Linked DNA regions of Mus musculus: regions 1, 2, 3, 4, 5 and 6 are each linked to region 7. Evidence: chromatin contacts called from public promoter capture Hi-C data. All regions are on one chromosome and are shown on one strand. The core of a region is the stretch at or near the end of the contact, and the rest is flanking DNA. Distances in the headings are between cores, read along the strand shown. Region 1 overlaps Tns3 (tensin 3). Region 2 overlaps Pkd1l1 (polycystic kidney disease protein 1-like 1). Region 3 overlaps Tns3 (tensin 3). Region 4 overlaps Tns3 (tensin 3). Region 5 has its middle 25 kb from the start of Tns3. Region 6 overlaps Pkd1l1 (polycystic kidney disease protein 1-like 1). Region 7 holds the start of Igfbp1 (insulin-like growth factor binding protein 1).

What was found. Promoter capture Hi-C pulls out the DNA fragments that hold promoters and counts their contacts.
Region 1: a contact with region 7 is called in a promoter capture Hi-C map of liver, with 5 times the contacts expected there. The contact joins the enhancer-like site here to the promoter of Igfbp1 in region 7. A contact is called at or near these places in 8 of 39 promoter capture datasets (the 3T3-L1 cell line, cranial neural crest, embryonic stem cells and 4 more), 1 of 115 datasets of contacts at active chromatin or transcription factors (embryonic stem cells) and 1 of 9 other capture datasets (embryonic stem cells).
Region 2: a promoter capture Hi-C map of trophoblast stem cells shows a contact between it and region 7, with 16 times the contacts expected there. The contact joins the enhancer-like site here to the promoter of Igfbp1 in region 7. A contact is called at or near these places in 13 of 39 promoter capture datasets (the 3T3-L1 cell line, 3T3-L1-derived adipocytes, the HPC-7 cell line and 7 more) and 1 of 484 Hi-C or Micro-C datasets (the AML12 cell line).
Region 3: a contact with region 7 is called in a promoter capture Hi-C map of liver, with 17 times the contacts expected there. The contact joins the enhancer-like site here to the promoter of Igfbp1 in region 7. A contact is called at or near these places in 18 of 39 promoter capture datasets (the 3T3-L1 cell line, 3T3-L1-derived adipocytes, the C10 cell line and 13 more), 25 of 484 Hi-C or Micro-C datasets (the AtT-20 cell line, the Ba/F3 cell line, the C2C12 cell line and 17 more), 3 of 115 datasets of contacts at active chromatin or transcription factors (astrocytes, cardiomyocytes and liver) and 2 of 9 other capture datasets (adipose tissue and embryonic stem cells).
Region 4: a contact with region 7 is called in a promoter capture Hi-C map of liver, with 6 times the contacts expected there. The contact joins the enhancer-like site here to the promoter of Igfbp1 in region 7. A contact is called at or near these places in 7 of 39 promoter capture datasets (3T3-L1-derived adipocytes, the SN4741 cell line, cranial neural crest and 3 more) and 1 of 115 datasets of contacts at active chromatin or transcription factors (embryonic stem cells).
Region 5: a promoter capture Hi-C map of liver shows a contact between it and region 7, with 5 times the contacts expected there. The contact joins the enhancer-like site here to the promoter of Igfbp1 in region 7. A contact is called at or near these places in 5 of 39 promoter capture datasets (the SN4741 cell line, cranial neural crest, hippocampal neurons and 2 more).
Region 6: a promoter capture Hi-C map of trophoblast stem cells shows a contact between it and region 7, with 10 times the contacts expected there. The contact joins the enhancer-like site here to the promoter of Igfbp1 in region 7. A contact is called at or near these places in 12 of 39 promoter capture datasets (the 3T3-L1 cell line, cranial neural crest, embryonic stem cells and 6 more).

What each region holds. Positions count from the first base shown.
Region 1 is chr11:8,633,985-8,637,324 of GRCm38.p6, forward strand. All of the region lies in intron 1 of Tns3 (tensin 3), which reads right to left. Among named protein-coding and RNA genes, the nearest start is that of Tns3, 29 kb to the right of the region's middle. Within about 2 kb of position 1,472, at least 84 of the 459 cell types and tissues checked have an H3K27ac peak or open chromatin away from gene starts, as enhancers often do. A contact at or near this core is called in embryonic stem cells, liver and stem cell-derived epiblast-like cells, where this site is marked.
Region 2 is chr11:8,929,094-8,932,515 of GRCm38.p6, forward strand. It overlaps Pkd1l1 (polycystic kidney disease protein 1-like 1), which reads right to left. Exons shown (of 52, transcript XM_017314870.1): 17 at 2,456-2,598; 18 at 262-382. It overlaps Gm40814 (MLV-related proviral Env polyprotein-like), which reads left to right. Exons shown (of 2, transcript XM_030246476.1): 2 at 1-182. Among named protein-coding and RNA genes, the nearest start is that of Gm40814, 10 kb to the left of the region's middle. Within about 2 kb of position 1,623, at least 8 of the 459 cell types and tissues checked have an H3K27ac peak or open chromatin away from gene starts, as enhancers often do. A contact at or near this core is called in trophoblast stem cells, where this site is marked.
Region 3 is chr11:8,508,429-8,511,991 of GRCm38.p6, forward strand. The region is part of intron 16 of Tns3 (tensin 3); the gene reads right to left. Among named protein-coding and RNA genes, the nearest start is that of Tns3, 150 kb to the right of the region's middle. Within about 2 kb of position 1,628, at least 13 of the 459 cell types and tissues checked have an H3K27ac peak or open chromatin away from gene starts, as enhancers often do. A contact at or near this core is called in liver, where this site is marked.
Region 4 is chr11:8,567,941-8,571,529 of GRCm38.p6, forward strand. The region is part of intron 4 of Tns3 (tensin 3); the gene reads right to left. Among named protein-coding and RNA genes, the nearest start is that of Tns3, 95 kb to the right of the region's middle. Within about 2 kb of position 1,446, at least 73 of the 459 cell types and tissues checked have an H3K27ac peak or open chromatin away from gene starts, as enhancers often do. A contact at or near this core is called in the SN4741 cell line, embryonic stem cells and liver, where this site is marked.
Region 5 is chr11:8,687,770-8,691,037 of GRCm38.p6, forward strand. No RefSeq gene overlaps it. Among named protein-coding and RNA genes, the nearest start is that of Tns3, 25 kb to the left of the region's middle. Within about 2 kb of position 1,287, at least 83 of the 459 cell types and tissues checked have an H3K27ac peak or open chromatin away from gene starts, as enhancers often do. A contact at or near this core is called in liver, where this site is marked.
Region 6 is chr11:8,845,428-8,849,005 of GRCm38.p6, forward strand. It overlaps Pkd1l1 (polycystic kidney disease protein 1-like 1), which reads right to left. Exons shown (of 52, transcript XM_017314870.1): 47 at 3,491-3,578. Among named protein-coding and RNA genes, the nearest start is that of Gm36772, 48 kb to the left of the region's middle. Within about 2 kb of position 2,159, at least 36 of the 459 cell types and tissues checked have an H3K27ac peak or open chromatin away from gene starts, as enhancers often do. A contact at or near this core is called in trophoblast stem cells, where this site is marked.
Region 7 is chr11:7,196,462-7,199,694 of GRCm38.p6, forward strand. Igfbp1 (insulin-like growth factor binding protein 1) reads left to right here and starts at 1,326. Exons shown (of 4, transcript NM_008341.4): 1 at 1,326-1,870. The coding sequence starts at 1,498.

The DNA.
Region 1 (3,340 bases), core at 222-2,721, 1.4 Mb after region 7:
GGTGTTCTGGGATTGACCAATGGGTACAAAGTTTTAGATGCCAACAAGTTCTGGGGTTTTATTGCACAGAATTCCAGAGTTGAGAATAGCATATCATATGTTGCAAGGTAGAAGATTTCAATGCTCTCACCACAAAAAATAATAAGCATCTAAGATGATGACATGCTAATAGCCCTACTGTTATCAGGATGCAATGCACATTCATTAAAAACCCCACGCTAGAGCTGAGAGACACACACCACTGTGTTCTATGCATATGTACAATTTCTATGTTCAAACTAACCAGTGAAAGTTAGAAATCAAACCTAACTTAAAGAAAACCTGTGCAGTTTCGCCAGGCCGTCTGCTAAGGAGAACCTACCGAAGCCTGATTTACATCCAGGTCCTGGAGGGCACAGCCAGCAGTTCCTCCAACATGGAGACACTCTTGGCTGTTCCTAGAGTCCACAGGGAGACCCCTGGATTACCCCTGGTCCTTTCAGGCCTCCTCGGCTCTTCCAGACCAGAAACAACCCAACTTCCCCTGTTGGGGCCAGCACACAACAACAAAACCATATATAGACCCTGAGCAGGGAAGACAGCACATCATCAGAGGGGCCTCCCAGGGCCAAGACAGGCCATAGTGACCCTCAGACACCCCTGAAGGGAGTGGACAGAAACATCCTAAACTGAACCAACTCTCCCTCAATCATTTATAGCACAAACCCTGGGGCCAGCTCCCAGATGCAGTATGTCTTCAAAATCCCCCATGGGGCTCACAGCTACAGCTGAGATGACACACTAGGAGCAACGGACTTGGGAACAAGAAGCCCAGAGCCTGGGACATTCCCCCAGCAGGCATGCCTAAAGGGAAGTGGGCAACACACAATGGCCGCAAAGACCAGGATGCCTTGGTAGACTCCAGCCAGTCCAGCAGTGCAACCACCGGTTTATTATTAACTTCACTGAGTCACGGTTTCTTCATTGGTTACTGCTGAGCGATCTCAAAGACTTCTACTGAATGTTAATCAGACACTCCAGGAGGGGTTATGTTCCCGGCTGCCAACTCCCCCACCCCTCCCCAAGCCCCACCCCCAGTTCTGTTTTCATCAACACAACAAGTTTTAGCTACTTATTATCAAAGTCTTCCGAAGGTGAGACTACTGCTCAGGTGGCTGTGAGTCAGCATTTTCAGGGAGTCCAGACTCACAGCAGTAACATCCCCCTAACCCCACCATGGAAATGGCCTTGAGGTTCAGCCCCCAAGTGTTCATGAGTCTGGCAGAGCACTGATACAGGAGGCCAACACATAACTACCACACAAGGGGCACCCCAGCCTCCCACCTCCTACCCCTACACAGCTACTCAGCAAAGGCAGGAGAGCAGGACAAAGAGCTCTCAACTTACCAAAGAGTTTGAGTAGTTGCTTGTCATTTTAAAACATCACTGGAAGCTGGGCGTGGTGGCGCACGCCTTTAATCCCAGCACTTGGGAGGCAGAGGCAGGTGAAATTCTGAGTTCGAGGACAGCCTGGTCTACAGAGTGAGTTCCAGGACCATGCAGAGAAACCCTGTCTCACAAAAACAACAACAACAAAAAAAATTCACTGGAGGAAAAAATATGTATAACACAGGACTGGCAATCTTCCTAATCATCCTTTATTTAAAAAAAAAAAAAAAAGAAGAAGAAGAAGAAGGGGGAGGAGGAAGAAGAGGGGGAGGAAGAGAAGAAGAGGAGGAAGAAGAGGAAGAAGAAGTTGAAGTTTATAGCCATCACTGTCCTCACATTGGGCGGAGATGGCACTGGCTTGGTCAGTATCCCTTTACTGCTATATCTACGTCTCAGCTCAGGGCACACCAGCCTGCAGGAACGGGGTGGGTGTTCTCACTGTGTCCCTCAGACCGCATCCCATGAGTCTCACACAAATGGCATTAGAAAAGGAGTGTGTAAATCAACAGAGACAGCCACTAGGTTTAAGGTGACTGTCACTGGAGGCCACACCCCTGGGTTACACCCAGGGTTGGGTCTTTGGAATGCAAGGCCTCCTATCAGCTGCCCTTTGAATTTCTGATTAGCTGCTTAGGGACCATTTCTCCATTCATGCATTCCAGAGCTTACTGGACAGTGGAAGGGGCAGAGACTCCTTAAACCTAAAGTGACTAAAGGGACTTTCCTCCAGAAAAAGAAAAGAGAGAAAGCCATGTGGAAGAATGCCCAGAGGATAGGGAGAGGGAGTTTGGAGCAGAGAACCCAAGGAAGAACTAAGGGACTCAGGTACCCAGCACTCCAAAATGACAGGGGCTAGGCATCTGCAGGGGACCTCGGAGGCAACATCCCCAGTGAATGGCGCATCAGACATGAGGAATAAAGAACAAGCCTGCATCTGTCCAAAATGTGGAGGGCACAGGGAGTCATGACACCAGGAGACTCTCTTCCCAGGCTGTCCTTGTCATTATTTTGGTTCCACCAGCCAGAAGACCTGACTACATTGTGCACCTGCTGTTTAAGAAAGAAAGGTGGGGGCTGGAGAGGTGGCTCGGCGGTTTCGATTGCTCTTCCAGAGGTCCTGAGTTCAATTCCCAGCAACCACATGGTGGCTTATAACTATCTGTAATGAGATCTGATGCCCTCTTCTGGGTGTTTGAAGACAGCTACAGTGTACTCGTGTTCATAAAATAAATAAATCTTAAAAAAAAAAAAAAAAAAAGAAGGAGGAGGAGGAAAGGTGAAGGTCAGAGGGACTGCAAAGTCATGGCTACCCCCTGAACATAACCCTAAGTCTAGACTGTTGCTCCAGCCTTGGCCACTGTAACACCAACACACACAAAGGCAAATAGAGGCTAGTTCAGAACAGCACTGGGCACTCAGTGGCACCATCATTTCTGATGCACACTGCAAGACCCAAGCCTCGTGACTCCAATCATGTGATGCTGGCCCAGCACCTCCTCCTAAACACCTTCTCTGTCCTCTCCATCCCTGCCTTTGGCAATAAAACCTGCTATGGAGCATTCCAAAATAATCCCATCCAGACCCTCCTTCCTCAACTGCTCTAAAGACAGGAGCAGAGGGTAACTGTGGTGTCCTCAGCACAAAGGGTCCACTGCATCCCACTGAGACATCCAGCCATGGCCTCGCTCCAGCTCCTTAGACCAGGAAGGGACACTCATGTCTTCCTTGCTCACCCCCAGTCATCCTCCCCAGCGTATTCCAGTTTCCAGCAATATGTGTGCACACTCTCTCTACATGCACTGCTCTCGGAAACCCTATGTCTCATTTCAGTTCCCTGTCCAGACGGTCCACTGTGGGCATACTGCAGAACTGTCGCATCAGCTGACAACCCTTCTCCCCATGATGCTTACTG
Region 2 (3,422 bases), core at 373-2,872, 1.7 Mb after region 7:
AGCCCCAGCCCTATAAAAAGGGTAAAAACTCCACACTCGGCGCGCCAGTCCTCCGATAGACTGCGTCGCCCGGGTACCCGTGTTCTCAATAAAGCCTCTTGCTGTTTGCATCCGAATCGTGGTCTCGCTGGTCCTTGAGAGGGTCTCCTCAGATTGATTGACTACCCACCTCGGGGGTCTTTCAATAGTTTTTAGAAACTGGAGAAAAGGTTGGAGAGATATGTAGGCAGATCTAGTAACATGCTGGGCTCTGTGACTTACCTTTGTAATTGTCCGAAGAATCACCAGCTGGCAATAAAAAATAATGCTGGGTGTCTTGACCACGGTACAGGGTATGTGAGGAAGTGTTTCCTATCCGGTAACGAAATTCATAATGAAAGTCCTATGATCCAATCATGGGAGAAAAAAAGAAAGGAAGGAAGGAAGGAAGGAAGGAAGGAAGGAAGGAAGGAAGGAAAGAAAGAAGGAAAGAGAGAGAGAAAGAAAGAAAATTGAATACAACATGGGTGGCATTGCCCAATCAGTCCCATCTGCTGCTGCCCTCATGGCCACTGCTGCTCATGTGTTACAGCCCAGACCAAGATGCCTGCATCATTCTCACTGCATAGGCACACAAGAGAGAGAGGTTTTCTGGCACAGTGGGACTCTTCTGCTCTTAAGCCAAAGGGCTTCTTACATGAAGCAGGATTCCACACTTGGGTCAGCTAGCTCATTTTGTCTTTAGATGCTACATCCCATTCCAGTAGTGACAAGCGCGACAGGCCCCCCAAAACCTGGGCGCTGTCCTGAGGCGAAAAGTTCACAGAAACTTAGTCTCCTGGAACCTTGGCTTCCTGTATAACGAATGTTCCAATGTCCTTGCTTTAGTTGGTAAACGGATCTGTGTGCTTTCCCTTAATATTGCTTTATTATAAGTGCTTCTAAGGATTGATATTTTGACATATAGCTAAATTAGATTCTAGGCAGTCCTTGATCCGACCCTAGGCATGGATAGCTAAGTCACTGCCCTACACAGGAATTTACCAGTATCTAGAAAGAAGGAAGTTTGTGATCTAAGAAGGAACCAAAGTAGATACTTAGAACTATAGATAGCTGAGTTACACCCATACACAAACAAGTATTTACAATGGCCTAGGGGGAACTTGGACTATACAATAGAATAGAAACTATGGCAAGGGCACGCAAGAAGCCCTTGGCCCTGGCTTCTAAGATTAAGCTGACCTTAGGTGGGGCTGTTTTTGTTCCCAGTTGTTAACATTGAATTTTATCCCAGTTGTTGCAAGCCAGTCCTTCCTGTTTGCATTCCTCTGTTTTATGTAAGGATCCCATAACCTCATTGTACCTTTCAGGTGTGTCACCTAACTTCCCTATTTTCTTCTATATAAAAAGCTTGATGCTCGATTTGACAAGTTACATTCAGATCCACACTCCCTTGTGTCAAGTCTGTTTGTTACCCCAATTCCCGCCGACTCTATCCCCATCTGCTGGAACCCCTGATTCCCAAAGATTGAGAATTAGGACAAAGGCCCCATCTGTGGCATTTAGACACCCTAATACAAGAGTTCTCAACCTGTGGGTTGTGACCCCTTTGAGGTTTAATGACACTTTCACAGGGGTTGCCTTACACCATTGGAAAACACAGATATTTAATTATGATTCATGGATGGGGTCACCACAACATGAGGCACTATATTAAAGGGTCTCAGCATTGGAAAGGTTGAGAGCCACTTCCCTAACAGTTGCAAATCAGACTTTTATAGTACCCTCACAGTGACAGCAGTCCTGTGTCTCAGCTCTCCACAGATAGGCATGATACAGGCATGAGGACCAGGAGGGGGCATGGAGATGCCCTGTGCTAGAAGCTGAGGTCCCAGGAACTGAGCCTTCACAGAAGGCCCAGGCCTTACTTCTCTGTGCATGAGGGCAGGTTTCTGAGAAGGAACCTGAGCAGAACAGGTCAGGGGCAGGTAGCTTCTGTCCATAGCCAGAGGACAGTGACTGAAAATTCACAGCCTCCTACTGTGCTGCCACCTGATCTCAAAGGTGGCCTTAATCCCTTCACACCCAATTCTCCTTAAAGCCTCACAAGACCCTGTACAAAAAGTCACAATGATTTCTTCATTGCCCAAATTAGGACAAAGGGTCAAGTGTAGGTGAGAGACACATCCTGGAGATGGGGTTAGGACTCAGGCTGAGCTTCCCACCCCCTACTTGTATGCTTATGGGCAACAGATCCTCCTGACTTCCTGGCAACCCCCTGCAAGGATCCTCTTTCTGATGAGGAGGCTGCTCTCACGAGTAGGGGAAGGCTCCCATTCATGCAGGAGCAACTTTCCCATATTACAGGACAGGCCCATCCCTGCAGCCCGCCAAGTAAGGAGCTCCCATGACTCCCAAGAGTTGTGGCTACTTGCATTCCTCAGGACAGACAAGGGGTCTCAAGAATCTCACATACCGGTTTCCCTGACATGCAGAAGACACTGAAGATGGTATATGCCTCCATACCATGGTGGGGTCGCACCTGACAAGACATGTCCTGCGGAGCTTGGTTGACCGTTAAGTAGAGCTGAGCCTTGCCCAGTAAGACATGCTTTGAAGCTAAGAGAAAGACAGGGTGGGTATTTCAGCCAGGATAAAGAGTAATAGTGGAGAATATACATACATACACACACACACACATATACACACCACACACGCACACACACACACACACACACACACACACACACATACACACACATACACAATTTCCCATGTCCTCAGAATGTATCTAGAATGTGCTATAAAGATCACCCTAAAAATTCTGAGCAGATGTACAACAGGCATAGTTATTACTCCCCAGTAATTAAAAACCATGTTGTCTACTTTCTGCTTTATTAATATCAGTCTACACTAATTATTATTATTTGTATTTTTTTTAAAGTAGCATATTCTGAGGATAAATTCTGGGCTGGAGCTTTCTCTATCACATTGCATGACTCCTCATCTGGTCCTATGGGGACTGTTTATGTAGCCTCCAGTAGGTTGAACATTGCCTGTGTTCCTTTCTTAACAGTTATGTGATTATGTCGACTACAGAAAATAGGCCCTTTAACCCAAGCCAAATCCAAGAGGATGGAGTGACTAGTTCTGCCTTGATGTCCAGTCATATCCCTGGAGAAGAAGATGGGGTTTGGCTAACAACTGTGTGTATGAATTGCATACCAAGTTAAGAAGGAGACAGAGGGACAAGGGTTTTCCCCCAAAATAACACAGAAAAAGATAGCCACAGGGTGCCATGTGTGATGGGACGATTACAGGAAAGCAAAGCCGTTAGAGAGTCGCTGTGGGGCTGAGTGATAGACAGCTGAGCAAGACACCTAGAGCGTGAGGTCAAGTCTCTCAAATAGCAGAGGACACTGAACAGGACCCTGGGACTATGG
Region 3 (3,563 bases), core at 378-2,877, 1.3 Mb after region 7:
GTCCAGGAGTCTTATAATCCAGGCTCAATCTAGTTCAAGGGCAAAGCACACTCCCTGCCTTGACCTTTCCTTCTACCCTCATGCCCAGCCCTTCACAGGACCCATAAGACTCAAAACTATTTTTATTCTCTGTCCTGGAACCTATAGGGGGAAGCAAGACTGTTTAAATACTGCAGGGTGTGTTTGATATCACAAGTCTTGTGTGCAAACCTTAAAAAACAATCTCAACTCTGAGATACCAGAAAAAGGCACACAGGGCAGTGGTTTCCAACTGCCAATGACTGAGCTCAACCTTCAGATAAAGTTCTACGTAAGAAGCCAATATGAAGACTATAAAGAGGTAACGGTGGGACCAGAGGCTGAGGGAGGGCTTGCATAGGAGGCAGGATGGAAAAGGGATGCCCTTTAAGTATCAGCATGAGGTCTCGAAGCTGCAGAACTAAAGTCAGAAAGCCACTGGCCCTGGAAATGTCACTGGTCCAAAACAACTCCACCATCATCAGCAGGAGACGCTTCCATAAGACTAAGCATGTTGGTCCCCCAGTCCAGAGCTTCAGGGCACAGGGAGCTAGACATGTAGCTCTGACAAGCAAGGCAGGGTAAGGATGCTCGGCTACACAGAAGACCTGTCTGAAAAGACTGTTCTAGATGAACCTTTTGTTTTTTTAAAGCTCCTCCCTTTGCCCTTAAAATGCATTCACAGACAAATTTTCTCTCCCTTGACTCCTTAAAAGAGAAGAGTGCACAGGCCATAGCCCCACAGGCTTGATCTCTATTCCTTTCTTGGTACATTTTAAATCTCCAAGAGAAAAGAGGGGACTACCATTCAGCCAAGTGTGAGAGGAAGGGGTGGATGTTCCAGGGGTAGGAACACATGAGCTAAATACACAAGGGGAAGAGCCACTAATCACAGCTTCCTGTCTCTGCTGTTTTACATCCCATGGACCAAATACTGTAGTCAAAAGCTTTCCCGGACTTGGCAGAACTGAGAAACACAAGACCTCAGGCTTTGTAGAAATAAAGCTGCAATCTCACATCTCCCTGGCATTGTGAGGGATGGTACTCCCATGGAGGACGCAGAAGAGAGCCAGGCAGGTGGACCTGCGACATCACTGGGCAGCCATTTGTACCTTAATGGAAGGAAATGGTGGGAAGTCACAACAGCAGAGTTTCCATACAAGACTTGAGGTGTGAGAAAAGAAGCTGTATGGAAGGAGCAACAACCTGGCTCCAATCTCAGGAAAGACAATGAAAGGCAAAGCAAGAACTTAGCTGCTATTCCCACAGGTGCGACTGGAGTGGAAAGGTCCCCAGCCCCGGGGATAGAATACAAGGCTAAGACTGAGTCACTGTGTGTGTTAGCTAAGAGGGTGAGGTCATCAGAGAAAGCTAGAGATGCAGTCCGTGACTGCGATGCAGAGGGGAAACTGGCGTGAGAGTGATGTTGCATGACAGCTGGACTACAAAGACATGGAAACTGTAGTGGGACAGATGGACCACCCCAGCCTCCATCACCTGCCAAACTCTCATGATGCGCCCTCTGGAAGGTAGAGTGAAGCACCCGAGGGTGTTTCAGGAGATGGTGCTCCTGCTTCCTCCTGGGAGGGAGACCTCAGGAGAGTGCATAGGCTGGAGACTGAGAGGTGAGGGCAAAGGTCAAATCCACTGAAATCTCAGTGCCACCTCTCTATCCTGGGGCCATCACTTCAAAACTCATAAGATTCTTGCAACACTACAGAATGACACACATTTTCAGACAGTTTTTCTAGCACCACTTGGGAATTAAAACAACAACAGCAGCAACAATAATAATAAAAGTCTTCTTAATGGGATGGAAGCCAGGGCCTGGCACTTGTCCTTTGGCAGCATCGACATCACACTTTCTTTCCCAACAGGTTCCATCCATTTTCAAAAGTCAATAGTCCATGACTGGATTACAGCTCTGAATACTGAGCAGAGGCTTCCCAGGGGTCAGACAGCTATTGAGAGCCACTGCCCTCAGCTTTGTCACCCTGCACCTAAAAGTGCCACACAACTGTTACATCACAGAGTCAATGAAAGGAGACCTTTGGAGCCTGGGTGGCAGCAGAGTGTGGCCTCAATTTATCAACAAGAGGAGGAGCTCTTTAAGAGTAGGATTGGCTACCCATAGGGATCATTGTCCCTTAACAGCATAAGGTGTTCCGTGAAGTGCTTTTCACCTAACCAGCTCAGCAGGCAGGACTCAGAAAGGGCTGAGTGTACAAAGGGCTGAGTGTACATTAAGAACGCTGTCATAATAAAAAGAGTGATTGTAGTAAGCACAAACAAAAATTAAGTTGAGAGATTTTTAAAGGCAGAGTTCTCACAGACCATTCTGATCCAAATACAGAAGACTATGAAGTATAGACAGGCACAAGGGCCCTGCCACAGTCCTGGCTGGAATGTGAAACGTCCCCATTTGTTCACGTTTAACTCAATTCATACTCGTACCACTGTTTTGAAGGTTGGGAACCCTATGGGTGGTGGGGATGGATGGATGGATGGATGGATGGATGGATGGATGGATGGATGGAAGGATGGTAGGATGGATGGATGATGATGGATGGATGGATGATGGATGGATGGATAGTTGGATAGATGAAAGTAGCTCACTAGAGGTTAAGTCTTTGAAGGTTATATCTGCCCTGGTTCCCATCCATATTTTTTGCTTCTTGCTGGATGCCACAGAAACAGCCTTATGCAAGCTGCCATCACCAGTCTTCCCTGTCGGAATGGACTGAGAACTCTCTGCAAGTGGGAGATGAAATAAAAAAACCTCTGGGGCTTTATGCTGCTTCTGCTGGGCATTTTACAACAGGAACAGGAAAGCTAACTGACCCAGCAGCACTATATAGAAAGTTCTTCCATAGCTTGCCTGCCCTATTCAACCTCAGACTAGCATCGCCCTCACCATTATCCACCATGGCAAACAATCTCCCCCCTGGAACACACACCTAGTCCTCATTTGCTTTCCCATACCTCTGCCTGCCTCAACCTCCTTATGCAGCTATGCTAGCTGTGTTGAGCTATGGCACACACACTCCCATCAGTGATATTTCCAGCAGATATCAAGATCTTTGGAAAATCTCTTCATGACTATTTATGCCACAGAAATAAGATCTAGAGAAGTTCTATCTGACAGTCACCCATTCATGGAGTAGGGCTGTAGCCAACACCAGGTGAAGAAGAAACATATCTCTGGATGCTCCACGGGAGCATCTCATCCTACCGATGAGGAACTGCCCAGGAGGAACCCCATGATTCCCAGAAGTTAACAGAAGCACAGGAATACTGAGCAGTGGATCTGGCCATCTTAGGACTGCAGATCTGAATGCCCTTTGGACTGTCTACTCCACAGCCGCAGAGGGAACTCTCACACAGCTCAATTATAGCTGTCTAGGAAGTCAAGCCTGAGCACCAGAATGGAAGGTATTCCCTTAAAGTGTCAGAGTCCAAACCTGGAGATGCCCTCATATGGCTCACCCTTAGATTGGTAAGGAGTGTGGTCAGAGTAGGAGGTCAATGCAGAAAACCAAGGGTTT
Region 4 (3,589 bases), core at 196-2,695, 1.4 Mb after region 7:
GCGATGAGGATGGGGGGGGATCATCAGACTTACCCACTTGTGAACCCTGTGAGCTACAATAATGACCCTGGTGAGGCAAGATCTGTTGCCCATGGGTGCAACAATAACAAGAATGTTGCTTTTGCTTTCCAGTTAGAGTTAAGGCTTGCACTGCAGGCTGAAAGACAGTACCAGTATTAAGTTTGTAAATCTAACCAAGAACCTACAGCTGGGAGCTCACGGGCCCTAGAGGATAACTTAGTATTTTTCTACTAAAACAGACATAATTAATCAACTGCCTCTAAATTCAGATATCTGTACTCATAGATCAGTCCGCTCTCAGGCCACATCGGAGGGATCTCTGTGTAGTGGACACTGGTTAGCACAGAAACTCACAATGCGTCCAAGTACAGAGAGTGGATGTCAGTGGAGTTGTCAAACACAACTGGGACATCTATACCACTCAAGGCTAGGAAACCACTGCAGAAGGGCGAGGGAATGGAATGATTCTAAAAGCCAGGGAGCTGGGGAGGTTGGAGTGAAAAACATCTTCTGGATATAAGAGTAGAGAGCAGTCCATGAGCTCCACCTCCAACTGAGGGGCTCCTGAGAGATGACGGCATCTGGGTAAGGCAGAGAGCCATGGTTTTTAAGGGTATAGCCCCTGGTAAGTTGATAATGGTGCAGTGAATGGCCCCACACATAGGAGCATACATGCGCATGTATGTGCATGTATATGTATATGTGTATATATGTGTTATATAGATAGATATAGATACATATATGTGTGTGTGTGTGTGTGTGTGTGTGTGTGTGTATCAAATTTGACCTCAGGTTATTTTAAAAAATAACAGCATGAATTTGAAGGGGATAGGGAGTTGGTTTTGGTCTGGGAGGGGTTAGGGAAGGAATAAAGTAAAAATGATCACAATAAATTATATGCAATTCTCAAATAATTAGTAAGGATGTTTTCTAAAGGTTTGGGGGGGGGGGAGAATCCAAAACAAATAAATATTTGATCACGCCCGAAGTCACAGTTCTGTCAACAGTCACACGTGGCCATTGTCTTCAATGGCCCCACATTAACATGCATGGCGGGCCGTGGAAGAAAGGAAATCCCATTGGCCATCTTGTCTGGCTTACTGCAGGGCAAACTAGCCTCCAGACTTGGCAGCATTCGAATCACTCAAACCCCTGCTTCCACGAGCCCCTCAGAAAGAAGCTGGCTATGCCACCCTGGGGACTTAGGTCATTATTTAAGAGAAATCAGCTCAGGAACTGGTCCCCAGGGAGCCAGAAGAAGGAAAGGGGGTGGGGGCTAAAGACAAGAGCTGTCACCCTGCCAGCCTCTTCCCTTCTCTACCAGCCCCAAAACTGCAAACACAGTGAGAGGACAGGATGGTAAGAACCGAGCAATCACCTCAAGTGTAACCAGGGCTGCAACCCAGTGTGGGCATTTAATCATTAGCTAGGGCTTTGTGCTCCCTTTGTGCATAAGCTGACGCCACCAAAGGTCAACATGTCCTGGCCTTGCCTCACAATACCTCCACCTGCAGAGGGAGAACAAAAGCTCAAACAAGAACCAACCTGGCTTTCAAAGACTGGATGACAAAGGCAGCCAGGGGAGGCTGGCATTGTTGGGTGCATCTGTAGGGGGATTTTCCATTTCCCAGTAGGACTTGTGCTGAGATGTGTAGCTCCCGGCTACAGTTGACAGTGCTCAGCTTCCAGGAACCTCCTCTCTGGGACTGCCTTTCCCAGAAACCCAGAAGCCTAAACGCCTCACAGTTGGACACAGTCAAAAGATGGATGTTATTTTAGGTGTGGGAGGGGATGGTGAAATCAAAGAAAAAGAAGGATCAAAGTCTGGATTGTGGTTGGATGGGAGGAGCCACAGACTTCTCAAAGATCTGTGCCTCCAGGGTCACCGCATCTCAGATGTTTTGGAAGAGAACTGAAACAAGACACTGATGAACAAAGATCTGGGCTGACGTCAGACATCCCAGGGAAGCAACCGTGAACACTGGCCCAGCCCTGGCTGGCCTACCAGCATCCTGGCATCCCAGGGAAGCATCCATGAACACTGACTGGCCCAGCCCTGGCTGGCCTACCAGCATCCTGCTCACAGAATCGCTGCTGGCTACATAAGGAACTCCTGGGAGTCTGGCTTTGCTGTCCTGGCTTTCCCTGGAGAAAGGGGTGTCACGGTCCTGTCCAATGCCGCAGACAGGTCATAGACAAAGGTTGCTTCTTAGTTTCCATGGGTGACCTATCAGTTCTCTTCCTGGCATGGGCCTCACACAGAGCATCTCTGAATCCATGCTATTCCTACATACTATTCCTAGGAAGACTATTTCACTGCTCTGCAGCCAGAGTGGCCTCTTCTCCCATCACTCCATAGTTCTCTGGAGAACAATTAAGTAATATGACAATGGTCCCAGAGTATTGGTTTCCTGAGGCTACTGAAACAAGAACCCTGCACTGCATACCTCCAAACCACGGGAGTTTATTTCTTCCCACATATGGGGCTAGAAATGAAAGACTGGGGAGTCAGCAGGGCCAAATGCAAGACTGGGCCTGTCTCTTGCATCTTCACATGACCACTGCAGCCCCGGGGATCCGGGGATCTCTGCCTCTGTCATCATCACAAGGCCTTTTCCCTGCATATCTCTATGTGTGCATGTGGGCCCATCCTCACCCTGCATGTTCACACTCCTAGACTTACAGGTCTGAGATAGGTGTGACTGTTAAGGAAACATCATTTTGAGTTGTTCCTACAACCCTCTAACTTCCCAGTAAGTGCCAAGGTATTGATGGAGAGATACAGTCCTCACACTGACTATCCATCTATTGGGACAATAGAATTAGAATTTCTCTAAGAATCGAATGCTAGAAGAAATGTCTGAAGCCTGGTGTCAGCCAGAGGGAAAGCTGGTCTCATAAAGGTATTTCACACAGTTCTGACTACTGATCAGACTCTGTTGTAAAAGAGACTGGAACCCAGACAATGATGGGCTAAGGACAGACAGGACCATGCCATGACCAAGACTGCCTAGTTATGCAAACTCTTGCACTCTATTTAAAACTAAGCTTCAGTCCAAGAAGGCAGACTCAGTAGTCATTGAACCTCTTGATTTCTTCTTCTCCCTGGTGTGACTATATTGGTAAATAAATCTCTCTCTGCTTTTCTGTATCACTTGTTTCTGGCTTATTGAGGACCAGTGGCTGAACCTAAGCTTTTAGGGCTTTGGGAACCAGACTCTGACTGGAACAACTCCAGTAATACCAGGATAGAGTATCCTCTGGTACCCTATTTGTTCTTCCCATCACACACAAGTCCTTAGGTGAAAGGACAGGTGTGAGTTCAATTGTGAGGGGCAACTAGGGGGGGGTGTCACCCCTCATCACCAATATAGACCTCACTCTCTTCAAGTCAGTGACAGGTACAGGGAGGTAAGAACACTTCAAAGCAAAGCTAAGAAGATGAGCATATGAGAGGAGTTCAGGACTGTGGCTTTAAAGCCTGTCCGTCCACAGCCACCCATACCTTAAGAACGAGGACATCCAGGCTTCCCTGAAACCTACAGGATGGTGTAGAAGCTAGGGAAGG
Region 5 (3,268 bases), core at 37-2,536, 1.5 Mb after region 7:
ATGGACCTTACATAATATGGCACCTTAATCAAACTTGGATGCCATCTGGGGATGTGCCTGGCTTCTGAATGGCTTGAATGTGAAAAGAGAGTATATCTTCGAACTCTAAGAAATACTCAAGGCGTGAGGTCCCCGTTTACTCAGCGCACATTCTCTGGAAGAATAAGCTACAGTAGAATTCAACGCTGACTTATACCTCCATTGTTGCACCTTCCTTCAAAGGTGGGCCTTAATTTACTGTCCTGTCAATTGAGTTTGGGCTGGATTCATTGATGAAGAACACTGCCTGGCAGGGGTAGTGGTGTGTGGCTTTGGAGACTGGGTCCAAAGAAGGATTGGTGGCTCTAGGCCTACATGGCTGACATTGGGGAACAACACCTATACAGTACATCAAGGGTTAGCTTCCTGGAGTAGCCTATGTGGGAAGAAACTGAGGTCTTTAGTCAAAAGCCTGTGAGTGAACCTGAAGTCAGAACTCCAGTGCTGGAGGAGCCTTCCTGTGATGCAGCCCCTGCAGGCAGCCTCCAGAGAAGACATGAGCCAGGACTAGACAGCCAGACTCCATCTGCATTCCCATCCACAGGAGGCAGGCTATATAGTGGTCATATGGTGCTGTGCTAGTCTCCATGAGCACTCTCAGACAGACACACAGGGCCAGGTAAACCCCAAACTTGCTTTTTACAGACACTGCCCTCTTACATTAATACCCAGGAGACTAAGAAATTTGGGGTGACCCTTGGAAAAGGGGATCCTGAAAGGTATCGATGTGAGCAGAGGCAGAACCTGAGGATCTAGTCTAGCCTAGTCACTGAGTACAGTTGCAACGCTTTGAACAACTCTGGTCTTGCAGAACAAGTTACTGCATTCCTGTGTGAACCCAGTTGCTGACCTTCGGGGAAGGTGAACTCATTGGAAGGGTGAATAAACAGTTCAAGGCGATTGATGCCCCACGAGGACTGCATGGAGTGCATACTGGGATGGGGCCTGGGGCAGTGCAGACTGGAATCCTACAGGACTAAGGACTAGGGGAGCCTCCATGTCTGCTGCTAGCTCCTTGGGTTGGGCAGAGAACCAGAAGAGGACTGTCCGGGTGTGTCAGTAGTGGTGGGCTGCAGAGAGGTTGTTGGGTTAGGAAGGGTGCTTCGTGCCTGGGCAATGGGCAGCCACAGAAAAGTCTAAAGGACATGGTGGTTTTAAGAAGCCGATGGAGTGGGGCAAGGTGTGGGTGAGAAGCTTCTGAGGGAAGTGGGAGGTTGAAGGAGGGAACCAAAACCATGCTCAGCGCCATAGAAAGTGATAGAGAAACCGAGCAGGTTCCCATTTCGGGGTCATGTGAAAATCCCTGCTGCGTGAGTCAGGGGTCTCTGCTAAAAATACTTGTTACCCTACACATCTTCACCCTTCCAGACAGCGTCTCAGCCATAAGGAGGCAAGCTCACTGCCAAAGGCTTGGTTTGCACTGGACCTGGTCGGGGATTGTCACCAGAAACTTTTAGGGCTTGGCCTATTTGCTCACTTCATAGCTGAGAACACAGAGGAGTGGTTAGAAAAGGTTCGGGGCACAGTGGCTACAGGGACGCTGAAGCTAGGTCTGCCTGGCTCCAGAGCAGGAGGCTGTCAAATGCTCCAGGTCAGCCTGTAGCTGGAGGTGATCCTCCTGCCTCAGCCTCCTGGTGTTTGGATTACACACGTGTGCCACAAAGCCACGTTTAAACATATAAGGCTGTTCTCCAATTCTGTGAGGGAAGAATCGAATGGGTGGACGTACTTGGGAATCCACACAGCCGCTAAACAAAATCGTGGTCCCACCGCAGCCTCTAACCTTCAGACTGTCCCGCCCCAGGCTCTGCCTCCTTCAACCACAGCCTCAAACCTTCAGACTGTCCACCCCCAGGCTCTGCCTCCTCCAGAAAGTAAAAAGGAGCCTGCTGTTTCTTGTGTTTGTAACAGCCTTAACGTCTCTTTCTGTTTTTTTAAGGAACATCAACAACCCACAAAAAGGAAGAGGGGGAGGGGCAAAGGCAGGAAGGGGAAGAGTAAGATATCCATCAATGTCTTTCTCCTCTAATTTTGGGTCAGTGCTATCTCAGTCAGGGTCACCATTGCTGTGATGAGACACTCTGGTCAAAAGCCACTTGGGGAGGAAAGTAATTTTTTGGCTTACACATCCTGAATCATAGACCATTGAGGGAAGCCGAGGCAGGAACTTAAACTTGGAGGGAACCTGGAGGCAGGAGTTGATGCAGAGGCCATGGAAGAGACTGCTTGAAAGCTGCTTTTTTACAGAACCTGGGACCACCAGCTCAGGGGTGTTTCCACACTCATGGGCTGGGGGCCTTTCCCATCTATCACTAGCATCACCATTCCTTTCACTAATTAAGAAAATGCCCGCCGGGCAGTGGTGGCACATGCCTTTAGTCCCAGCACTTGGGAGGCAGAGGCAGGCAGATTTCTGAGTTCGAGGCCAGCCTGGTCTACAAAGTGAGTTCCAGGACAGCCAGGGCTATACAGAGAAACCCTGTCTCAAAAAACCAAAAAAAAAAAAAAAGAAAATGCCCTATAGCCTGATATGGAGGCATTTTCTAAGTTAAGGCTCCTGCTTTTCAGTTTGTGTCAAATTGACATAAAAATTAGCCAGGACAAATGCATAAGGCTTGATGTTAGAGACATGCCTGGAGCTTCACTGTCTAACTGTCACTGTGCGAAATTGGAATTTCATCTCTCCGTCTTAGAGGTCCACCCCCCTCCCCCAACGCGAGGCAGACAATACTGCCATCTCCCCAAGGAATGTGAAAAGCTTGTACCAGTCCTGGGCCATCACAGCCGCTCCATCCAGAACCAATATTAACATTCTTGTTACAGCTACCATCAACTCTGAAGTTTCTTGTCTTTCAGGCTTACTCAGAGAAGATCGTGGGATCAGAGAGTAAGATATGGTGTGGCCAGAGGGGACTGGCATTAAAATAGTGAATGAGAATGCTCGATGTAGAAGAGGTGAAGGGCAAGCCTTACTGGAGCCTGCCCAGAAAGGATTCCAGCTTAGCAGCTGAGCATGGAGGGGGAGCAACTGCTGCTGGGAAGGGTGGTCTGTGGGCACCTAATCAGCTTATCCAAGGAACATGCGCAGCATCTGGGGAGGACTGGGAAGAGCCCAGTGAGTGGACTCATTTAAACAGGAAATCTGGGAAGAAAGGAGGGGAACAGAGTGGAGGAACAGAACAGGGACCCAGTCTCCATCCAGACAAGAACGCACCAGCCTTGTCCCGGT
Region 6 (3,578 bases), core at 909-3,408, 1.6 Mb after region 7:
GGAGATACAATGTGAGACTAGGTAGAACTACATTTTCTGGTGGCGGTGACTTAACAGGTGAAATTAAGCAAGGAGATTTATGCATTTTATTTAGACCAACATATATAAAAAATAGTATGTGCATTCAGCGCAAGTAGAGATGTTTACAGATTGAATTTATTAAATTCAACAAGTATTTTATATTTATAGCACATCTCAATTTGAGCTGACCATACTTCTTTCTCTATACTCTTAGGAGGTAAGTGACCATGACATTGGAGAGCACACCTATGACCTCCCTAGGGACTCCTTTCTTGTCTATATCTGATTGGTAGGCTACCAGAAATCCTTCTTAACTGTTTTCATTATCATATTTATTTATAGGATACATATCATGTGCCTAGAGGGATATGCATATATCTTCTTCTTCTCTCTTATCCTAGAAAACACCTTAAATTTTACAACATGTATTTCAAACTTGAGAAAGCTTGTTACACTTGTACAGTTAAATAAGAGCTGAGGCTGAGGCTGTAGGCTTCAGCTACAAGCTCATCTGGTCTAAGACAGTGACAGGCCTCTCAGCCATCACAGCTTACTACTCAGGTACCTGGCTATAAGGTCAGAGGCTGTTACCAGTGCTGTTTCTGAGTGGACTGTGATGCTCGCTCTCTTGGAGCATGAGTGGGGTCATTTGTGGTATACATGGGTCACCATGACCTGTTTTACTAGATAGTATGTTACTTGATGGATAGATGTCTCTGTGAAATATGCTTGGCATACCTGTGGTCACTTCAAGACAACAAGATGAAGCTATGCTTGGGAAAAACAGAGATGATTGAGACTGTAGTCAGCACTGGCAAGGCGAAATACAATGTGAGCTCTGGGCAGAACTGTAAATTTAATGATAGCTGCAATTTAGTTGGCAAAAATAAGCAGGGAAATTTACTTTGTGTTTTATTTAGACCAATATATGTAAAATAATATATTCAGCAGAAAATAGAAATTTGCATACCAAACTTAGCCTCATGGAGTGTTAGAGGTACCCAGCTTTGACCAGTTTGAGCTGTACCACAGGCACTGTGTGTGAAAAGAATAATTGGTTTTCTAGTGGTTGGGACAAATGATGCAGGACCAGAGAGTGTCAGGCAGGACAAAGCTTTACCAGGACAGCTCTACTCAAGAGCTAAGTGAAGGCCCAGAAATTGGTACCTGGCTGTAATAGAATCCCTAGGGAAGAGGAAGTCATCCCAGGCAAGATTCTGGCAGCAGCAAACATGATGAGAAAGATAGCACACTATGAAGAAGGAAGGCTAAGAAAGGTGAACCCATTTCAGAGACCCAGTGCTCACTAAGAGTGTGCTGACAGATTCCCATGTCTCCTCACTACATGCCTAGAAGAGCTGCTCTGCCCACCTCAGTGAGAAGAGCATCCTATAGAGAGTTTCAGGAAAGCCAGCCCAGTGGGCTTTCAACACAGGCAAGGAAACTCTAGGCTCTAATGGCATCAGAATCCAGAGAATGTATAGCTGTGGTCGAAGGGCAGAGTAGACAGTGAGCTGAAGCTCCCTGGCAGAAAAGAAATGCAGATGACTATAGACACACAGGAAAGGTAGACCAGAACGCCTACCAGTGATGAGACAGTAAGGCCCCATGCTGATGCTGGGGAACAGTAGGGAACAAACTGGTAAACTTCCTTCCTAGTGCTTCTGGTCTTTTGGTGTATGAGAGAGAACCAAGTAATAGTGTAGCACACACATCTCAGTAGATGCAAAGTCCTTGTAAGAGGGCCCTAGGGTGGCTGAGAACAAAACATCCCAAGACAAAGAGAAGCCATTTGGAACAGTGTGAGCTCTGATCCTGTCTGTCTAAAAACAGCGAGTCTTCAAACACCAAAGCCTATGGAGCCCCAGGAAGCTACTCTCAAGGTTCTCCCAGCTGTGAATAATGTCTCTCCACACAGACTAAATTCTAGTTCTTTGGGGCAGCTTTGCTGAGCCTTGGAAGATGGGCTTACTATGACTTCTAGCCTTCCATTGCCCCAGCCTCCTGCCTCTGTAGGAAAAAAAGGATGCGTGTCTTGATTTTTGTGATTGCCACACTAGATTCCTACAAGTTGTGGAAATTACAATCTAAGATGTAGAAGTGTCTGGAATCCTTCTGCTCCTGGTGCTCAACACAGGATGGCCTTTGCTGCTCTCTGTGCATGGATCAACAATGTGCACAATGAATGTGTTTCACAGTACCATGGAGGCAAGGACCCGGCTCAGTAAGGGAGTGCCAGCTGCTCATGATGTGAAGATATCTACCTGGTTTGTGCCTAGCCTTGCCACTCATGGGTGCCTATGGAGCTCAACACCCCTGAGTAGGAAGTATAGCCTCAGGGCTTCCCTTATGCAAGTGCTCCGTTCCTTGGCTGGGGTGGGAGGGGCAGGGCTGACTCATGAAGTCACAGTTCTAGTGACAACTACAATGGGGAGAGGATAGTTATTTTTGTCTTTCAGGAAGAATCTGCTTAGAACACTCAAAGCACATCTTCCCCCAAGACTGAAGAGTCTCTGATGTCTCCATAGCTTGGCCACTCTGGCTACAGAAAGGTCCTTCCACTCTCTGGGCCTTTAGTTTCCCCAGCTGCAGTGGTTACGTTAGGAACAGTCTTGTGTTTCTGCCCCAAGGTTTGCCCAGATTATAGAGGGTGGGAAGGCAGAGGAGAAGATGGGTAGGAGTTGATATGACCTCTGAGGAGACAGGAACAAGAGTGGTACCACTTATCCAGGAAAGGAAGGGTGGAGCTGTGGTAGAGGAAGACCACCAGCCTTGTGCCCTCTAAGGCTCCCCACACAACAGAAAGGAGAACTGGGTCCAGGGTGCTTCATACAAGTAGGCAGAGTGAAGTTAAAGAGAGGAGGTAGAGCTGGGAACACTGTAGTTAGAGGGGAACAAGTCCCCCTTCTTTTTGGGTTGTTCCAGGAGCAGCTTGCCCAGGGTGTAAGGGTACTCTAGGTATGGAATGGCTCTGGGTCACTGACAGATCTCAAGGTATGTAGAAAAGAAGCTTAGAGAATCTGTGGGGTAGAGATACAGGGTCTTAGAGAGGGTATTTCTCCCTTTCATGACCCCTGTTTCTTTCCCTGAGTCTCATGGTGATCACTTATTGGAAACATCTCTGTCTAAGACCATCACCAGCTAGAAAGAGAGGACACATGATGTGTCTATGCATCATGTTAGTGCCAGCCTCCTTACTGTAATTGATGTTGGCTGACACCTGCTTCCTCACGCTGCTGTAAGTCCATGAGTTCTACTTCACACAGCAGGCATGGAGGCCCAACGAGTGGTCATGTGGGATGGTCTTCAAATCTCACTACTCTCAGTACCACTGTCTGTGAGCATACAGCAAAATTCTACAGAACACATTCATCACCTTGATCCCTCTTGTCCTTGTGTGACAGATGCCATAGAACAATAACAGCTGTGGCCTCTTTCTGGGTAGCCCTGAGTCTCCTATTGTATGTACCTGATGCCATGACACCATCAGGCCGATGTCCACAAGCCTCTGATAAAGTCCTTTGTGGAACTGGTCGGTGATGTTCACAGCAAGAGTA
Region 7 (3,233 bases), core at 76-2,575:
TTTTCTGTACCTCGAATTAAAAAGCCAGCCAGTCACTATTAACATACCTGCTCAGTAGTGGGCACCTATGCTGGTTTCTTTGAATGAGAGGGCAGACATTGGTAGGCGATGCATCGGTGCACATGTGTTTAAAGTGCTTTAGTCAAGTCACCCAGGAAGCCATCCCCCAAGGCCAAGCTTCAGGGTGCAGTGATGAACTGCTGGGTCACAGGGATGTGAGAGTTTGTCCAGGGTGTTCCAGGGCAGTCTCTGTGACCTTGACCTAAAATCTCCTGCAACCTTTGCCTTCAATATCCTCCTCTAGAGCCTGGGGCTAAAATCTCCAAGGCTTTCTGAAATGCCATGGCTAAAGAAAGTGAGGGGCTGGATAAGCACGCAACACTGTGGTACAGTACAGTTTTCAGGGTTCTACCCCACCCCAAAGCAATACCAAAAAGGACAAGGTAAGAGGCTCCAAGCTGTTGCTAGAGGTTGGTCGCTCTGATCTAGCACCCAGGTCAGCAGATAGACACAAAGGTATGTGGGAGACAAAAATCTAGACCTGGGGACTTAGAAGATATTCACAGGCAAGGAGGGGGGGGGGTGGTCCATGATCAGTTTTCTCTGGGAAGTTTTGGTGAGATTCCAAGGTGAGTCCTATTTCAGATTGCCCTTAAACATTTCTGAAGTTTTCCTTGTGATATAAAAGAATGAAAAAATGATGCAGAAAAAGCTGTCAGACTTGATCGTTGATAAGCATCTCAATTACACTAGACCATTAGACTGTCAGAGACAGCTTGGGTATGGCGATATAGACCAAGTGCCCGGAGTCCTAGCACTTTCTCTCTTTGAAGGCACAACTGTTCTTTTGGAATTTATAGCCAGGAGCCAGGAGGTGAACTACGGATTTCTTCCTTTGATGGCTAGAGGCTTCCTGGGGAGGGAGAAACAACTGTGGGCATTGTCACGGAGAGCCCCACTCTTCCCTTCCCTTTGGGGCCTGAAGCCTTCTTGGTCTAATCTGTTCTTTCTTTAGTCGCTTAGGTTTTCTGTGAGCCTGGCCGGCTAGGTCTTTGATTTCCCCTGAACAAAAGCAAGTGCCCTCCCCCATCTGGCTAGCAGCTTGCTGACAGAGTTGGACTTTAGCTCCTGTCCCAGTCCATCACCACGGGACAAACATAGTAGAAAACCTGATCCCTTTACCCCCTTCCACCCACGGTTTGTGTAGAGCTCACAAGCAAAACAAACTTATTTTGAACACTGGGGTCCTAGCACGCTGCCCTGACAATCATTAACCTGTGCCGCACAGCCAGCCCTTCATAAGGCTCTGGGTACGACCAGCCAGCATGGTCCACTGCCCGCGGAGACACACACCCAGCGAGCATTGAACACTGCACACGGCCGTCTGCCCAGAGAGCTGTGACCACCATTGCCACTACTATCTACTCAGAAAGTCGTGACCACTGAGCAACTGCTGCCTGTCCAGAGTCTCATCCACAGCCTGCTGAACCAGTTGCGATGCCCGAGTTCCTAACTGTTGTTTCTTGGCCGTTCCTGATTCTCCTGTCCTTCCAGATTGGCGTGGCCGCTGGAGCCCCCCAGCCATGGCACTGTGCTCCCTGCACTGCTGAGAGGCTGGGGCTCTGTCCACCCGTGCCCGCTTCGTGCCCCGAGATTTCTCGGCCTGCAGGCTGTGGCTGCTGCCCGACATGTGCCTTGCCGATGGGTGCTGCCTGCGGTGTGGCCACTGCTCGCTGCGCCCAGGGACTCAGCTGCCGTGCGTTGCCAGGAGAGCCTCGTCCCCTGCATGCCCTCACCCGTGGTCAGGGAGCCTGTGTACCAGAACCTGCTGCACCCGCCACGAGCACCTTGTTCAGCTCCCAGCATGAAGGTACTGCAGTCCATCTCTGCCTCTAGATCTCTTGGCTGGGACATACGTGCTTCCTAGGCCAGCAGAGGCCTATCGGAAACTTATAGCAGATAGGGCAAAGGCACTCTTGGCCCACTAAGAGGTTTAAGCTGTTATAGTCAAATAAATCTCTCAGTGAGGTCCATCTGTGTGTGGTCTTGCCCAGGAAACATCCTAGAAGGGGTGGTCCAAGCACCCCATGTAGAGTGGAGAGTTGTGAAGAAAGTTTGCAGGTTAGGTAGTAATGATCCTACTCGGTCTTTCAGTGGAGGTGGAGGGAGCTATGGGGCTGCCAGGTGGGTGGGGTGCTGGCTCAAGCACCTCCGGCCTCCTCCTGTGGGTTCTGCCCTTGGCAGTTCCAATGGCTGGAGGGTCCAGGGAGGTTTAGAATGGGAGTCCTCCTGCTGCCCCCAGGAGGTTTGCAATGTCCTTTGTAGCATATATCCTGCCACGCCGTATGTGCTTCCCAGATGTTTACAGAACATAATGTGAAAATTGAGGCCCAGACCTTCACTTCCATTCATCGCTATAGACAAACAGTGTTTGATGTGTACGTTGCCTGCTAGGAGTCTGACAATCAGGCTCTTTCCTGAATTTAAGCACTGGTTTGTTTGTAGTAGGAAGCTTGGAAAATGCCTCTTCCTCTGCTCCAGCCCCTATCTCCCCATCTGGGCTGCATGCACGTCCTGTGTGGGTGTGGAGGAGCCACGTGGTTCCATATTCTGATGGGAAGCTGTACTGCAGGCATCTGAGCCTTTCAAGTGAATGAAGTTAGAGCTACCCCAATGGTCCTGAGTGGGGGGTGGGCCCTCTTCATTGATATCTGATGATGGCCTCCTCTTCGAGAGGCCACCCGAGAGGTGACTTAGTGTGCAGGAAAGCAGGGCTCCCAAAAAAGAGCAGGATGGTGGTCTAGGTGGGGAAGGCTACATTCTAGAACTTTCTTCTAACTAAACTATACCTGTCCTGGGGTCTTACTAGACTCTTTCTGTGGGGTGGAGAGGAGGGCTGAGGGGTCAAGGCTCACCACTGATGGGCTCAAGCCTTGGCCTTAGTCCTTGGCGTCTTCAGGTTATATCCTACCCCACTCTCTCTGCCACCCCAGAATATTGCCTCACCCCGGAATATACCATTTTCCCAGAAAAGAATAGTATTGCTATTTGGCCATACTTGTTCCCAAAGAGTCATCGGTGAAAAAAATTCTGATTTCCCCTGACCATTATCGATTGATCGGTCTTAAGGGCAAGAAGTGAGTTGGCAGAGGAGTGGCGCCTCCAGGGGATAATGCATACGTGGGGAGGAGTGGCGCCTCCAGGGGATAATGCATACGTGGGGAGGAGTGGCA